2 separate regions of the Sus scrofa genome follow, and region 1 is linked to region 2. The links are chromatin contacts, called in public promoter capture Hi-C maps. All regions are on one chromosome and are shown on one strand. Each heading gives the region's core, a stretch centred on a gene start, on an enhancer-like site or on the middle of the called end of the contact. The rest is flanking DNA. Distances are from core to core; before and after follow the strand shown.

Region 1 (7,307 bases), core at 479-2,978, 39 kb after region 2:
AGCCTTTCAGGGCTGTACCTACGGCACATAGGTTCCCAGGTAAATCGGAGCTGCAGCTGCCAGCCTACATCATAACCAAGGCAACGCCAGATCCCAGCTGCCTGTGACCCATGGCTGGCTGCAGCTTGAGGCAATGTGGGATTTGTAACCCACTGAGCAAGGCCAAGGATCAAAGCCGCATCCTTACGCATACTAGTAGGGACCCACCGAGCCAAAATGGGAACTCCCTGTTAGTCAATTTTTTAAGCTGCACATTTTTACAATGTACATGGTATTTCCTCTATCATAAGCCATGAAATGAGGAACAATATCAGATGTTTCAGCATCTACTATAGCCCTTCCACTCAGTGTGGTGGGAGGACCAGTTGTATCTGTATCATCTGGGAGCCTGTTAGAACTACACAGGGACCCCATCCCAGCGAGACCTACAGAATCTGAAACTTCAATTTAACAAGTTCCCCAGGAGATTTGTGTTCACATTAAAGTTTGAAAAACACTGTTCTGTAACACCGACTAGAATGTGAACAGGGCAAAAACTCCACGAATATTTTGAGGGCCCTGGGAATCCTAGGGGATTCTCAGTTTTACCATCACATCTTACTCTACTCCAGCTTTAAGGCCTCTTCCCTTTGCGACATCTCTTGAGTCTTTGCCCCCTTACAAGGTAAATAGGAGCCTAAGAATAAGGGAGACACTGAGGCAGTGCCAAGGGGGGTGGGAGTGGGAGTGGGATGTTGGTGAGGTGAAGCTGCTTTCTAACTGAGCCAAAAGAAAATGTTGGCGTCAGCTTCAGGGTTACAACGTTTCTGGGGAGAAACGCTTTATTTCTAAGACAAAAATGCCTATTGCTTGAGCATCCCAGCCTCTGGAAGATAAGGGGTTTGTGATAGACAACATTGGAACTGTTTCTAGACTTGATTTATTGACTTGTCTGTTTTTATTCTGTCACTAATCTGATTGACAATGAAACCCAGGATGTGACTTGAAGGGATTTCTCTGTGCGCACACTGCCCTTAGGGCGGGGAGGAAGAGGGGGCATCTGCTTAGCGCGGGTGCGCCTGTGAGTGGGAGGGATTTGCCTGAGAGAAGGATGTGTGGAAACCCCACGGGAGACGTGGGTGCCTCTAGGGAGTTGACTGTAACGTGAGGCGTATCTGCCCAGAGTGGGTTTGAGTATGTGCGGGCGGGGCGGGCAGTTAGATTGGAGGCAGTAGGTGGGGCTCCCATGGTAGCACGCGGGAGGTGGTGGTTACAGACACATCTTACAGAACAGCCCCTGTTTCATACCCCACCCCAGTTTTTCCTCCTACGATATTATTTCCCAGGTGGGAGGCCTTGGGGAGGGTAAAGGTGGGGGCGGAAGGCTCCGGAGGGCCAAGAACCCTGGAGTCTGAGGGCTCCCCTCTCGGCGTCACGCGGGAGGTGGGAGGTGGGGAGGGGAACATATAAGGACAGGTGCGCCCCCATCAGGGGCACGTTTGGGCGACACATGGGGGATTCATCCTCAGAGGTCGCATTCCCTGCCCTCGGGGTCGCCACTTTACTTCTCCAGTATTCACAAGGGCTGGAAGCCTCAGCCCTTCTTTTACATGGGGCAGGGGAGGTAGACCCTTTTAGGTAGCGGAACCCCGCCCCTCCCTTGTTACTGACGAGCCCTACCCCCTCCAGCCGCCAGTGGAGCTCCGCCCCCTCCCCGCCCCCTCCCCGCCCCCAGCCAGGCCGCTGCTCTCCCCGCGTTCAGTCTGGCTGGCCCCATGTTACTGAGCGGAGCTCCTCCGGCTGGCTCCGGCCCGGGGCCGCGGGCGCAGGGGAGCGCAGGGGGCGGCCCGGGGGGATCGCGCCGGGGCGCCGGGGGTGCAGGAGCCGGCCCAGGAGGGGGTAGCAGCGGCGGAGTGGCCAAGTGGCTCCGGGAGCATCTGGGCTTCCGCGGCGGGGGCGGCGGCGGAGGTGGAGGCAAACCGGCGCCCCCCGAACCGGACTACCGCCCCCCTACACCCTCCCCGGCCGCACCCCCCGCACCACCCCCGGACATCTTGGCCGCCTACCGACTGCAGAAGGAGCGCGACTTCGAAGACCCCTATTCCGGGGGGCCGTCCGGCTCCGCTGCCCTAGCCACCCCTGCCGTCCCCGGCCCCACGCCGCCTCCGCGTCACGGCTCGCCCCCCCACCGACTTATTCGGGTCGAGACCCCTGGCCCCCCAGCGCCCCCTCCTGAGGAAAGGATCTCTGGACTTCCCGCCAGCAGCGACCGGGTGAGTGCCGCGCCGGGCGGAGGTGTCCAGGAGGAGAGGTGGTCAGCGGTCTGGGGCTTTCGAGAGGGACAAAGGTGCCCTGGCCGGGTCCGGGCCCCGCGGTGTCACGGTTCCTGGCGGACACAATTTTAGTCCCGGTCCCCAGGGTTCGGAGCCTTCATCCACCTTTGTTCAGATTCTCGACCTTCTTACCTGGGACGTGCTCCCCAAACTCTGCCTCTATCCCCTATTACTGCCCCAGAACTAGTGACACTCCCCCCCCACCCGCCCCCGCCCAGGCTCTGCTCTCCTCATCGCAGCCCCCGGAGCCTAATCAAGGAGCCTTTTTCTAACGGAATTTGAGCTCCCCTTCTCCCCCTTTTTATGGCCTTTCTGCCCCCTGGGAGCAGCAGCTCACTGCCCTTTGATCTCTGACCCCCGCCCCCAACCCCAGGGCGGCAGAGCTAGCACAAAGCTCCTTTCTTCCTTTTAAGAAAGCCAGAGCATCTTTGTAGGTGCTGAAGCTCCAGGAAGGAGGCGCAGGCTGGGTTTCTCTCTGTGGACACAGCAAGAGCTGGCCTTTGCCTTGCCCAGTGGCACTGGAGCCGGGTGGACTGTTGTTCTCAGGAAGCCAGAACAGGCAGTATGCAGGTCTTCACCAAGGATGCTGACCATTGAGATCCAGGCAGGCCCATTCTTTGTCCCCCCAGGTATGGGAACAATCTATGCTCAGAACCTGTTGCCCATAAGGGGCTAAGCAACTGAGTCCACTTCTCCTTTCCTCTCCTCCTCTTGGCCTCCTCTTGCCCAGGTTCATTCTAAGGGTGGTTACAGCTTTTCATGAATCTGCAGGCTTGGGGTGGAGAGGAGGGCTGGGCATTCACTGTTCCTGAGAACATCCACTGTGCCTTAGAGGCCCCTGTTAGAGAAGCCACCCCCTGCCCAACCCAGTGTGGCCTTATCCCTCCCTGACAGCTGAAAGCCATCTCCAGGTCCCTGTAGCGCTAAATTCTAAGACTATGACTCTGTGGGCTGCCCTGGCGCTGTTGTCCCTCTTCACTTACCCCTGGGAGCTTAGCTCTGGGGCTTTCTCCCCTCTCCTCAGCAGAGAACACAGTTTTATTTGATTGGAGGCAAAGTTGCTGTCTGAATCCATTGGCTCCATCCAGGGTTGAGGCTTTCAGCTGAGAGCATGCCACTGTTCTGCCTGATTTCTTGGGTAAGAAAATTGTGTCAGGGTCAGAACAGTAGCCTCAGGAATGTGAATTATTTTTCCCCTAGTTCCTGCTGTGGGGCATGGCTTCCCATCCTGGGCCAGGATCCTTAGTCTACAGAAGGAAGCTGTGCTTTCTTCACTCATCCTTTGCTTTCTCTTCTTCCTAACTGTTCCCTGCTGTTGCGGGCGATGTGTGGTGATGGTGGCAGTGAGGCAGACAGAACATCAGGCCTTGTTCTTACTATTGACCAGTTAGCCTCCTCCTCCCTGACCACTGCCTGTTGGCACATGGGCCTGAATTGTCCCTGGGCCTCCTCCCCTCTGCATCGTCTTGAAATGCTCCCCTCTGCATCGTCTTGAAATGGCATAACAGGCTGCCCACCAAGTTCTGTGGGCTCCTCCTGGGTCAGGACTGGGAACATATCTTCCTCATATTGTGTCTCTCAAGTACCTGACAAAATGTTTGGCATAAAGAGGAGTGGTGCATAAAAATGTCCTGCCAGGGTGACCTGAGGGTCAGAGACTCTCTTAACTACAGTTTCCCTTGTACATTTCCCCAGAGACCTCCCCCCCAAGGAAGGGGCTGTGCCCACACAACCATGCAGAAACCCACAGATCCTTCTCACGGAGGGCATCCATGCCTCCCCCTGGGTTGCCTCTGTGGTCTGTGGCTTGGGGGCTAAGAGGTATATGACTCCTTTGTCAGCTTCAGGGACAGGATGTAATACAGCAGGATTTCCTTGGAGCCACACAATCTGTTGCTCAGTGTGTGTGTGAGAAGGACCAGGATGCCATCTGAGCTGGCGCAGGCAGAGGGATGCTGACCTGGGGCCCCCCACCATTCAGAGAGCAGCTCCACCCCTTTAGGAGCAGAGTTCAGAGTATCTTCTTAGGGAGAGCCCAGACTATGTACCTAGGCCCCTTATCCTTGCAAAGCTCACAAAGAGTTGTGGCTTCTGGACAGTGAGCTGGCCTGGTCCCCAGGTGGGCTTCTGTTCCATGTGGTTGCTTTCTTCCTGGCCTTGGTTTCCCCTCCTCTCAGCCTTGGCTTGTTGCTTTTGGGTCAACTTCCTGAGGTAAGTTGAGGCTGGGGACCAGGTTGTGCCTTGGACTGGCTCATTTCTCTCTGCAGCCCAGATGTTGGGTGGGTCAGAACCCTCTGAGAGGTGCTGAATGGTGAGGTTTGGTGAAATGGGTAGAAATGCTTCTGTGGTGAACCAGAGACGTTGAGGAGGAATGAGCTAGTGGATTTGGGGGCGAGGGAGAACCCTGAGAGGCCTTGGGGCTCAGGACCATTAGCCTTCTCCCTATGCAGGGCTCTGGCTGCTGGCCCACCCTGAGACCCATGGCTGCAGTTAGCAGGGGTGCAAGGGTGGCCATCTGGGCAGCCCTGGCATGGCAGGTGTGGGAGCAGCAGGAGGCGCATCCTGTACCAGGCAGGCAGGGCCTTGCCATCTGGCTGTGGGAAGGCTCCCTTGTGGTGCTGGACCCTGTCTGGCCAACAGACCATGCTCTGGCAGGGGGGCTAGAGAGCTGCATCTACCCTTGCTTTGCTCCCTTTTCTTAGGCCTTCAATAGGAAAAACCTGATCTGATTAGGAAAGGGGGATGGGGATGGGAGAGGGGCTCCGGCTGGAAGCAGCTTTGAGCTGCCTGTGACCATCTGCACAGTGTGTCCTTTGCCTCCATCATGCCAAGATATGTGTGTGTGAAAGAGAGACAAAGACAGAGACAGAGAATAGAGAATGAGAGTGAGAGAGCAAAACAGAGAGGTGACTTGAACAATAAGACAGTCAGACACCCGGTATGAATTGAAACTAGGGCTCTTGTTCTTAGCTCATGGAAAGACTTCTGGGGTTCATGAACCTCCAGAAATTGTGTGCAGATGTTTGGGTGTACGAGCATTTTTCTGGGAAAAGGCTCAGTGCTCTCAGATTCTCATTGGTGTTCACAGGGCCCAAAATATTAAGAACTTTAAGGAATAGATACTATACTTCATAGATGGTGTCCACAGGGACTTGGATCCTCAAGGACCCAAATTTGGAAATGAGCAAACAGACTGGAAGAAGAAAGTGGAGGATACAAAGGGTGAACGGGACATATCTACCCTGGGGCTAGGAGGGCAGGTAGGGGGCCTCCCTTAGCCTTTGTTCTTTGAGTGTTTGAGTGTCATTAAGCAACACCGGTCTAGGCACTGAAAGAAACTCACTACCTAGAAGACTGGACCCTTGTCTCTCTTTTTTTTTTTTCTTTTCTAGGGCCACACCTGCGGCATATGGAGATTCCTAGGCTAGGGTTCTAATCGGAGCTGTAGCCTCCGGCCTACGCCACAGCCACAGCAACGCGGGATCCGAGCCAAGTCTGCAGCCTACACCACAGCTCACAGCAATGCTGGATCCTTAACCCACTGAGCAAGGCCAGGGATCAAACCCACAACCTCATGGTTCCTAGTTGGATTTGTTAACCACTGAGCCACGACGGGAACTCCATCAGTAGTTTTTAATATATATAAAAAAAAAAGACATCCCAACACATACAAAAATCCTTGGGCTTAAAGGAAACCTAAGTCTGTTACTAGAAGCCTGGTTAAAAGATGCAGCTAAGAAGGAAAATACAGTGCATATTTCTCTAGAGAGCAGTTTTTAAGGAAGTTTAGGGGTAAGAAGTTTAAAGCTAGTTTGATTGGCTTATATCCCAGGCTCAAACTGAACTGGGGAAAGGTCACAGTGCTAGGTATAGAGTAATGGGACAGTGGTCACTACCCAGAGCCTTGAAATGGATCTTGCTGTCATACAATGCAGGCAACAGAGAGTGAGATAAAAAATAATCAAGCTGCCAACCAATATCTTTAGATCGCACATTCATCATGTAGGTCCAAAAGGTGTAGTCATAGGCCTCTTTTGAGTTTGTTTGCTTTATTTTTTATTTTTATTTTTTTGTCTTTTTGCCATTCTAGGGCCGCTCCTGCGGCCCCAGGCTAGGGGTCGAATCAGAGCTGTAGCTGCTCCAGCCTATGCCAGAGCCACAGCAACGCCAGATCCACAACCCACTGAATGAGACTAGGATCGAACCCACAACCTCATGGTTCCTAGTCAGATTCGTTAACCACTGAGCCACAACGGGAACTTGAGTTTGTTTGCTTTAGTTTTCCTTCTTATGACTTCCAGAGTCTGGAGGTATGATCTTTTTATTTCACGTGTGCCCTTGTGTCCTCTAATGGAGATGGAGGAAAAAAGAAGGGTCCAGGTCAAGGGACCTTTATGGGCTGGTGAGACCCCTGAACCCTTTGTGGCCAGGGCTAGCTGTCTCTGCTGCTGGTGGTGCCACCGCCCTTGATGCTTCAAGGAGGGCTGAGGTCCAAGGCTACCATGGAATAGTGTGGCATGCATGTCTACACTGTCCCCACTAGGCTCTCAGTCCTTCCAGAAAACATCTGCATCTTGTTGGCTTGGCCAGTGACTCAGTGACACTGCAGCCCTGGTATTTCACCCATTGGGAGCCAGAAACAGCTGGGACCCTGTGACCATGGATGGGAGCAGCTGGCTGGGGCCCAGGGCTTGGAGGGGTACCTGCAGCCTACTGCAGTTGCTTTCATCACAAAACCAGTGTGAAATGATATGAGAGCAGAGGCCAGGATCCAAGCCCTGCATGAGTGAACCTGTGGTGCCTCCAGAGCCTGGAGCCTAGCCTTAAGGTGCTTCACTCTTTTGGAGATTGTTTTGCTTCTGAGCTTCTAGAGGAAATAGGAATCTGTTCTTTTTTGTATTTAACAATGTAATCGTGGACATGGACTGAACCTCTACTTGTATCTAGCACCATTTGAAGCAGCTGATGTGTATTAGACCAGTTGATCATTACAAC
Region 2 (7,035 bases), core at 3,664-6,163:
GAAATTAATTGTAAAGAGTTAATGCTGGAAGGTCAAGTTAGATAGGGGGCAGAAGTGGGGAAGACTTGAATGCCAGGCTGTGAAGTTGTGTTCTGTTCAGGAAGCAATGGGGAATGATAGAGACTTTTGAACAAGGCAGGTCAGAGTCATGCTTTAGATAGTTCTGATAGAATCTGTATAAGATAGGTTGGCAGCAAGTGATGGGCCTTGGAAACAAGAAATGTACATGGGTGCCATTTGAATAGTATAGCAGAAATGAGTTTCAAAATACAGATTCTACAGTAGTTGATAAAAGAAGGAAAGCAAATCACACACAGAAATACAGAAGGTAAACCAAATGGGGGAAATGCGTAGCTTTACTAGAAATGCAAAGTTAGGAGTTCGTGTCGTGGCTCAGTGGTTAACGAATCCAACTAGGAACCATGAGGTTGTGGGTTCGATCCCTGGCCTTGCTCAGTTGGTTAAGGATCCAGCGTTGCTGCGAGCTGTGGTGTAGGCCACAGATGAGGCTTGGATCACACATTGGTGCGCCTCTGGCGTAGGCCAGCAGCTACAGCTCTGATTAGACCCCTAGCCTGGGAACCTCCACATGCCAAGGGAACAGCCCAAGAAATGGCCAAAAGACAACAAAAACAAAAAAGTGCAAGTTATAACTTTAAGCAAGATTTTATGTAACTTAAAATTTTATGTAACTTAAAATTTTTCAGCTGAGAAAATATAGTTTATGAGGTTTGAGGGGACTGGACACAGTTATATATCAGAGCAGTTTAAGGTGCCAACAACAATCTGACAAAATATGTCAAGGACCTTCCACCTAAGTACTAATATTATCCCTGTTTTACAGCATGAAAATTGAGGCTTGGAGTTCCCATCGTGGTGCAGTGGTTAACGAATCCGACTAGGAACCATGAGGTTGTGGGTTCAATACCTGGCCTTGTTCGGTGGGTTGAGGATCCAGTGTTGCTGTGAGCTGTGGTGTAGGTTGCAGACTCGGCTCGGATCCCACGTTGCTGTGGCTCTGGCGTAGGCCGGTGGCTACAGCTCCAATTCAACCCCTAGCCTGGGAACTTCCATATGCCGTGAGAGTGGCCCAGGAATGGCAAAAAAAAAGAAAAAAAGAAAAAAGAAAACTGAGGCTTAGGGAGGCTAAGTAACTTGCCCATTATCTCGTAAGTGATAGGGTCAGTAGTGCAAAGACACCAGCTTATATCAACTGGGGACAGCTGATTGTTACATTTTCAGGAAATGTGCAAGAATTAATTGAATAATTTTACAAATAAACTACATTAAGAAACAAGGGTAATGAATACTCAAAACATCACTTCCTAATATTTTGCTACATTTTACTGTTACCTAAGCTCTTGAGGTTCTCTCTTGTGTGTGCATGGTAGAAATCTTACATAATGATGTGCCATTGCACATCTCTTCCCAACTCCTCATTCAAAAACAACCCATCAGCCCTGAAATCAGCCCTGTTGAGAGTATTTATATTATAGTCAAATGCTGCAAATCAGAGCTTGATTTACTATTTTGCCTAGATCAAGGATTGGCAAACTATATATAGCCTGGGGTCCAGTCCATCTCACCTTGTTTTATTTTTTATTTATTAATTTATTTTTGTCTTTTTAGGGCTGCGCACATGGCATAAGGAGGTTCCACCTTGTTTTTATAAATAAAGTTTTATTAGACCACAGCCATGCCCATCTGCTTGGTATTATTCGTGGAGTTTTCCTGCTAAAATGGTAGGGTTGAGTTGCAGCAGAGACCTTACAGCCCATAGCACCTAAAATATTTACTATCAAGTTCTTTATAGAAAAAGTTTGCCAACCCAATGTCTTTTTTTTGGCTTTTTTCTTTTTTTTTTTTTTTTTTTTTTTGTCTTTTGCCTTTTGTCTTTTTAGGGCCACACCTATGGCATATGGAAGTTCCCAGGCTGGGGGCTGAACTGGAACTTAGCCACTGGCCTACGCCACAGCAACCCAGGATCCCAGCCACGTCTACAACCTACACCACAGCTCACGGCAACACCGGATCCTTAATCCACTGAGAGAGGCCAGGGATTGAACCCGAGTCCTCATGGATAGTAGTTGCGTTCCTTAACCACTGAGCCACGACAGGAACTCCCCAGTGTTTTATTCATTAAGGCAAGCAAAAATATGAACCAATACTCATGGCAATTACTCTTGGAAAGCCAATTCTCAAACATTTACCAAGCACACCACTGGGTAGAGTTCAGATATAGACCTAAGTAGTCTAATGCTAGAATTCACATTAACCACCATATTGCTAAACAAAGTATAAAATATTATGGAAGCATGAAAAATTATAGAAAGCTGTCAATTCATAGAAGTATGATATATAAAATAAGTGGAAAAAAACAAAAATACAAAGTAGAAATGTCCCACACTGATATATACCATTGCTATATATCAGTTTGCATATAAAAGTGAAATTTGGGAGAAGCAAACAGAATTTAAAAATTTAAGCTTGTTTTCTCTATGAAGTCACTGAGTTACTTCTTAAAAAGAAGAAAATACACATCCATATATTCCCTTTAGAAACGATCCACTATTCTCCTCTAAGCTTTTCAGTGTATGACCTCTGTGGTATTTTATAAATACCCAGACTCTTTCCATACCGCAGAACATGGCTTCCATCTGATCTATTTCACCCAGACAACTTCTACAGACATTACTTTTAGGACTATGACTATGACTATGACCAAATTCAAAGATTCTTCTCACTTCTTTCTTGACTCCTGTTACACAGAACATTGTGGATTGATTGTACCTTCATTCTTGTCACTTTCCTCCCTTTTGATTTCCAAGACTGTGCTTTGTAACTTTCTCTACTATCTCTCATGGTTGGTCCTTCCAAGTCTTTAAATTTCTGTATTTCTCTTTATTTCATCCCCAAATCTAAGTATTCCAGAAAAGCTATTTTTAAAAAATTTATGGTTAAGTTCATTTTTAAGCTTCAATTTTCTCTTTTGTTTTGTTTTTGTTTTTAGGGCCGCACCCAGAGCATATGGAGGTATCCAGGCTAGGGGTTGAATCGGAGCTACAGCCACAGCAACACCAGATCTGAGCCACATCTTCGACCTACACCACAGCTCACAGCAATGCTGGATCCTTAACTCAATGAGCGAGGCCAGGGATCAAACCTGTGTCCTCATGAATACTAGTCAGATTCATTTCCACTGAGCCATGACAGGAACTCCTAAGCCTCAATTTTCTAATTGAAAAAAGGGACTAAAATTAGTACCCACTTCTTGTTGTGAATATTAAATTAATTAATTACATGAGGCATTCTGCACAAATAGTAAGTACTCAATAAATATTAGTCATTGTTAATGCTCACTGCTGTTATCTTTGTTGGCAGTCCAACTGCTGCTGATATCGATGAATCATTATTTACGGCATAGGTTTATATAATAATTAATTACATAAAAGTATATATGTGCATATGGTAACAGCAGGTGGCCGTGAGTCTTATTTCCACAAAAGGATCACGAGCTCCTAAGAACAGGGCAAGTTTGACCTCTTCTGATTCCACTGACCACACTGGCTCACCCTGGGCCCTTCCTAACTAAATTGATTTCAGAACACCTGTACCTCTTCTGAGTGGGAGGCTCCAACCCATCCTCAAGGCTGTGTCCTTGATCTTCAGCCCTCTTGGTTTTCTCAGGACTTATTCCTTCTTCCTGTAAGCACAGGTAGAGTTGAAGTCAGTCATAAGGGCTGCCAGGGGTGATGGGGATCACAAGCAGCCAAAGACCCTACATGAGGCCATGCAGCAGCCCACAAAGATGTGCTGAAAATAAACTGTTGAGTTACCGTGAGCTCCAGTCCTGGGTTCTCTATTCCAGTTTCCACTGTGGACGGAGCAATGGCCTCTCTCCCATTTGTTTTCTCCATCTGCTGTTCTCCTGAACAAAAAATTCATTGCCAAGTCTGAAAGATGAGTTGTTCTATAATGTGGGGCTGGGGAGAATCTTTAGGGTCAGTTATCTACAGGAAAAACAAAACTAAAAATGTTTAGAGATTTAGTTGATTTCTTTAAGAACTGAGAATTGACAAGCTTGGAAGAAAAATCCTAAAATAATAAACAATGAAATATAGACTTCTGCTTCCTATTGTGAATAGCTAAGGAAGGGGAAGTAAGAGAAGAAAAATGAAGGACAGAGGAATTGAAGTAAACCAGTGATTTAACCAGGACTCCAAGACCTAAAGGAAGGTTTATGGGACAACTACTTCCTATTAGCCTCCAGGAGGCCCCACTGAGCTGTGCAGAGTAAGAAGAAAAGAGAAAGGGAGGCAGAGGGCAGGAAAGACGGCAGCCCTGAACACACTACTGAAAAAAAAACAAAACAAAAATTAACAGGCTTTCAAGTTCCTGGCCATATTGTAGTATGAGAACTGTTGTTGGAGCATCTAAGAGAGCGGCTCATCAGATAAATAAAAGAAACCTACATGTATGTAGAGTAATCAGAATGGATGTTAATTATCCCAAATAAAGAAAAGTTTTAAAACAAAATGAGAGAATAAAGGAAAAAAGCTAACACTTGAGCCTCACTCTAAGCAACCTTAGTAGATAAACATTCAAGGTTATCTGAGATGTTTTTGTACTTTGTAGAACTTTCCTTTCCCTGTGGAATTGTCTTTTGTTTTTGCTTTTTTACTGTGAACTCTTCAACTACTTAAAATATATAATTTTATTAAACACACATAAACAGACAACTTTTGTTTTATAAATCAGGGCCTTCCTGTATAGGCATAGAACTACTTGAATTTGGTCTAAACACCATAAATTAAGAAATCTGGCAAATCAGGATCCTGCCCTCCTCCAATACCCTTACCTACTCCAGTCTGTAGGATTCCTTCCGGTGCCTCAGTGAAGGACAGAAAGAAAAACCAGTTCCTAGGGACCCTGACTCTGAAGGGAGGGGCTGGGGATAAGGGAGGAGGATTTCCTGATTGGCTCATTCTGCCTTGGGGCCCTTATTTGCTGTGCCTGTCCTTCCCTGTAGAGGACAAGTACAACTCTCAAGTTAAATATTTATATGTTTTAAAGACTACTTTGCAAGGTTAGGTCTAAGAGTTCTGCAGTAATTCCTAACAGGCACTTCAGCAGATGCATTGTCCAGCACTTAAGCTAGGCACAGGGGGAGTCTGTAAAAGAAAAATAAGAGAAAGATCTCAGCACTGAGAAAACTTATCATCATTTTTTACTGGAAAGACAGTTCTAAGAAAACAACAGAAGGGAAGACTGTGTATGATTAAATTCCAAATGACTGCCAGGAAGACTTTCTGTTAAACTATTTTTAACAAATTTTTATTAAGTACTCACTATCACCCAGGCACTGTTTGCTGTGCTGAAGATACAAAGATGAATGGGATGTTGTCTCTGCCATGAAGGAACTTACAAATCAGTGAAGAAAGACATTTGTTGAGAAAGGCTTTACAGAGTTGGGTAACATTAGCCCTGAGTCTGGAAAGTCTTGAAAGGTAAGTAGAGGATCACTGACAGAGGAAAGGAGAAACTTAAAGGCACAGAGGTGCAAAAATTGCTAGAGAAGAGAGGGAAATTTTGGAGAAATTAATGAAGGGGGGGGGCAAAATAAAATAAGAAATTAGTGAAGGAATGGAGGGGGGGAATGTGAATGGGATGGGAGTGGTTTATCAAGAAATAAGTCTGGTGATGGCATCAAGTGCCTCTATAAGCCAGGCCAACAGGTTAGGCCAAGTGGGGATGCAGGAAAGGATGGATTGGAAGGATGCACCCTGGGGACAAGGAGACCAGTCAGGAGGCAAAAGCGATAGTCAAGGTCAGACATGGTGAGGCTCTAACCGAAGCAGCAGGTGGATATAAGGAAACAAATATATAGGACATGGTGATTTATTGGGCATGGACAGAGTAAATGAATGGGGGCAGTTAATTCTTCAAAATTGTTCAAACTGATTTGTTTCTGCCTACTCCTATCCACCAGCGATACTGAACTTCATGTTACTCCCTAAACACTTGATGTTCCCTTCTGCCTGTGAGACTGTTGTGGATGCTGTTCCTTCTGCCTCTAACACCCTGCCCCTATTTATTTACCTAGAAATTCCTACACTGCCTTCAAGTCTCTGTGGCAAGGCCACTCTCTACAGTGAAGCTTTCTATTACCCCCTTCAGATGAGCCAGGCTGCCTTAAGACCCCTTTCCCCAAGTTCCTACTGCAACATGTTCTTGCACAAGTCTCCAGAACACACCTTATTCTAAAGGTTTACTTGTCTTCCTCTAGACCATGATCTCCTCCAGCACACACTATTTTGCTCACCACTGTATCTCCAGGCTTAAGGCCCATCACAAGATTAGGCAATCAATAAATATTTGTAAAATAAGTGGGAAAAAAAACAAACACAGAATTCTGGCTTGAGGAGTTCCCTTTGTGGCTCAGCGGTTAACGAACCCAACTAGGATCCATGAGGATGCAGGCTCAATCCCTGGCCTCACTCAGTGGGTAAAGGATCTTGTGTTGCTATGGCTATGGCATAGGAAAGCAGCTGTAGCTCCCATTTGCCCCCTAGCCTGGGGAACTTCCATATGCTGTGGGAGTGGCCCTAAAAAGCAAAAAAAAAAAAAAAAAATTCTTCTGACTTAGAATATTGGGTATGTGGATGATGATAACAATCACCAAAATAAGAAAATATATCTCTATCTCCTTGGTTACACACACACACACACACACACACACACACACACACATCCATAAAAGCCCTAGCATAGTAAACGTGTATTATATTCTGCAACCTAGAGCAATTCATTTTGCTTCTCTGGGCCTCTTCTGTTATTCCTGCCCTGCCTTATTGCCTAATGCTATATCACAAGATTATTAGGAAAATTAATTTAATATAGAAAAAAATTTTGGAAAATAGTAGATGAACTTAACAGTGGTCAGCTACTCTCTTGAGTTCTTATAGTAATGCAGGAATATTAAAGATATTTTCAAGCTGATGTCTGACTACAATCTCAATATGACTGTGAGGTCAC

Evidence for each region. Promoter capture Hi-C pulls out the DNA fragments that hold promoters and counts their contacts.
Region 1: a contact with region 2 is called in a promoter capture Hi-C map of liver, with 2.4 times the contacts expected there. The contact joins the promoter of SHF here to the promoter of SLC28A2 in region 2. A contact is called at or near these places in 1 of 5 promoter capture datasets (liver) and 9 of 47 Hi-C or Micro-C datasets (adipocytes, blood, embryonic fibroblasts and 4 more).

What each region holds. Positions count from the first base shown.
Region 1 is chr1:126,548,008-126,555,314 of Sscrofa11.1, forward strand. SHF (SH2 domain-containing adapter protein F) reads left to right here and starts at 1,729. Exons shown (of 6, transcript XM_005659642.3): 1 at 1,729-2,252. The coding sequence starts at 1,755.
Region 2 is chr1:126,506,195-126,513,229 of Sscrofa11.1, forward strand. SLC28A2 (sodium/nucleoside cotransporter 2) reads right to left here and starts at 4,914. Exons shown (of 18, transcript XM_013993042.2): 1 at 4,863-4,914; 2 at 3,837-3,928; 3 at 3,615-3,703. The coding sequence starts at 3,917. It overlaps LOC106509010 (a long non-coding RNA gene), which reads left to right and starts at 5,050. Exons shown (of 3, transcript XR_001306207.2): 1 at 5,050-5,507.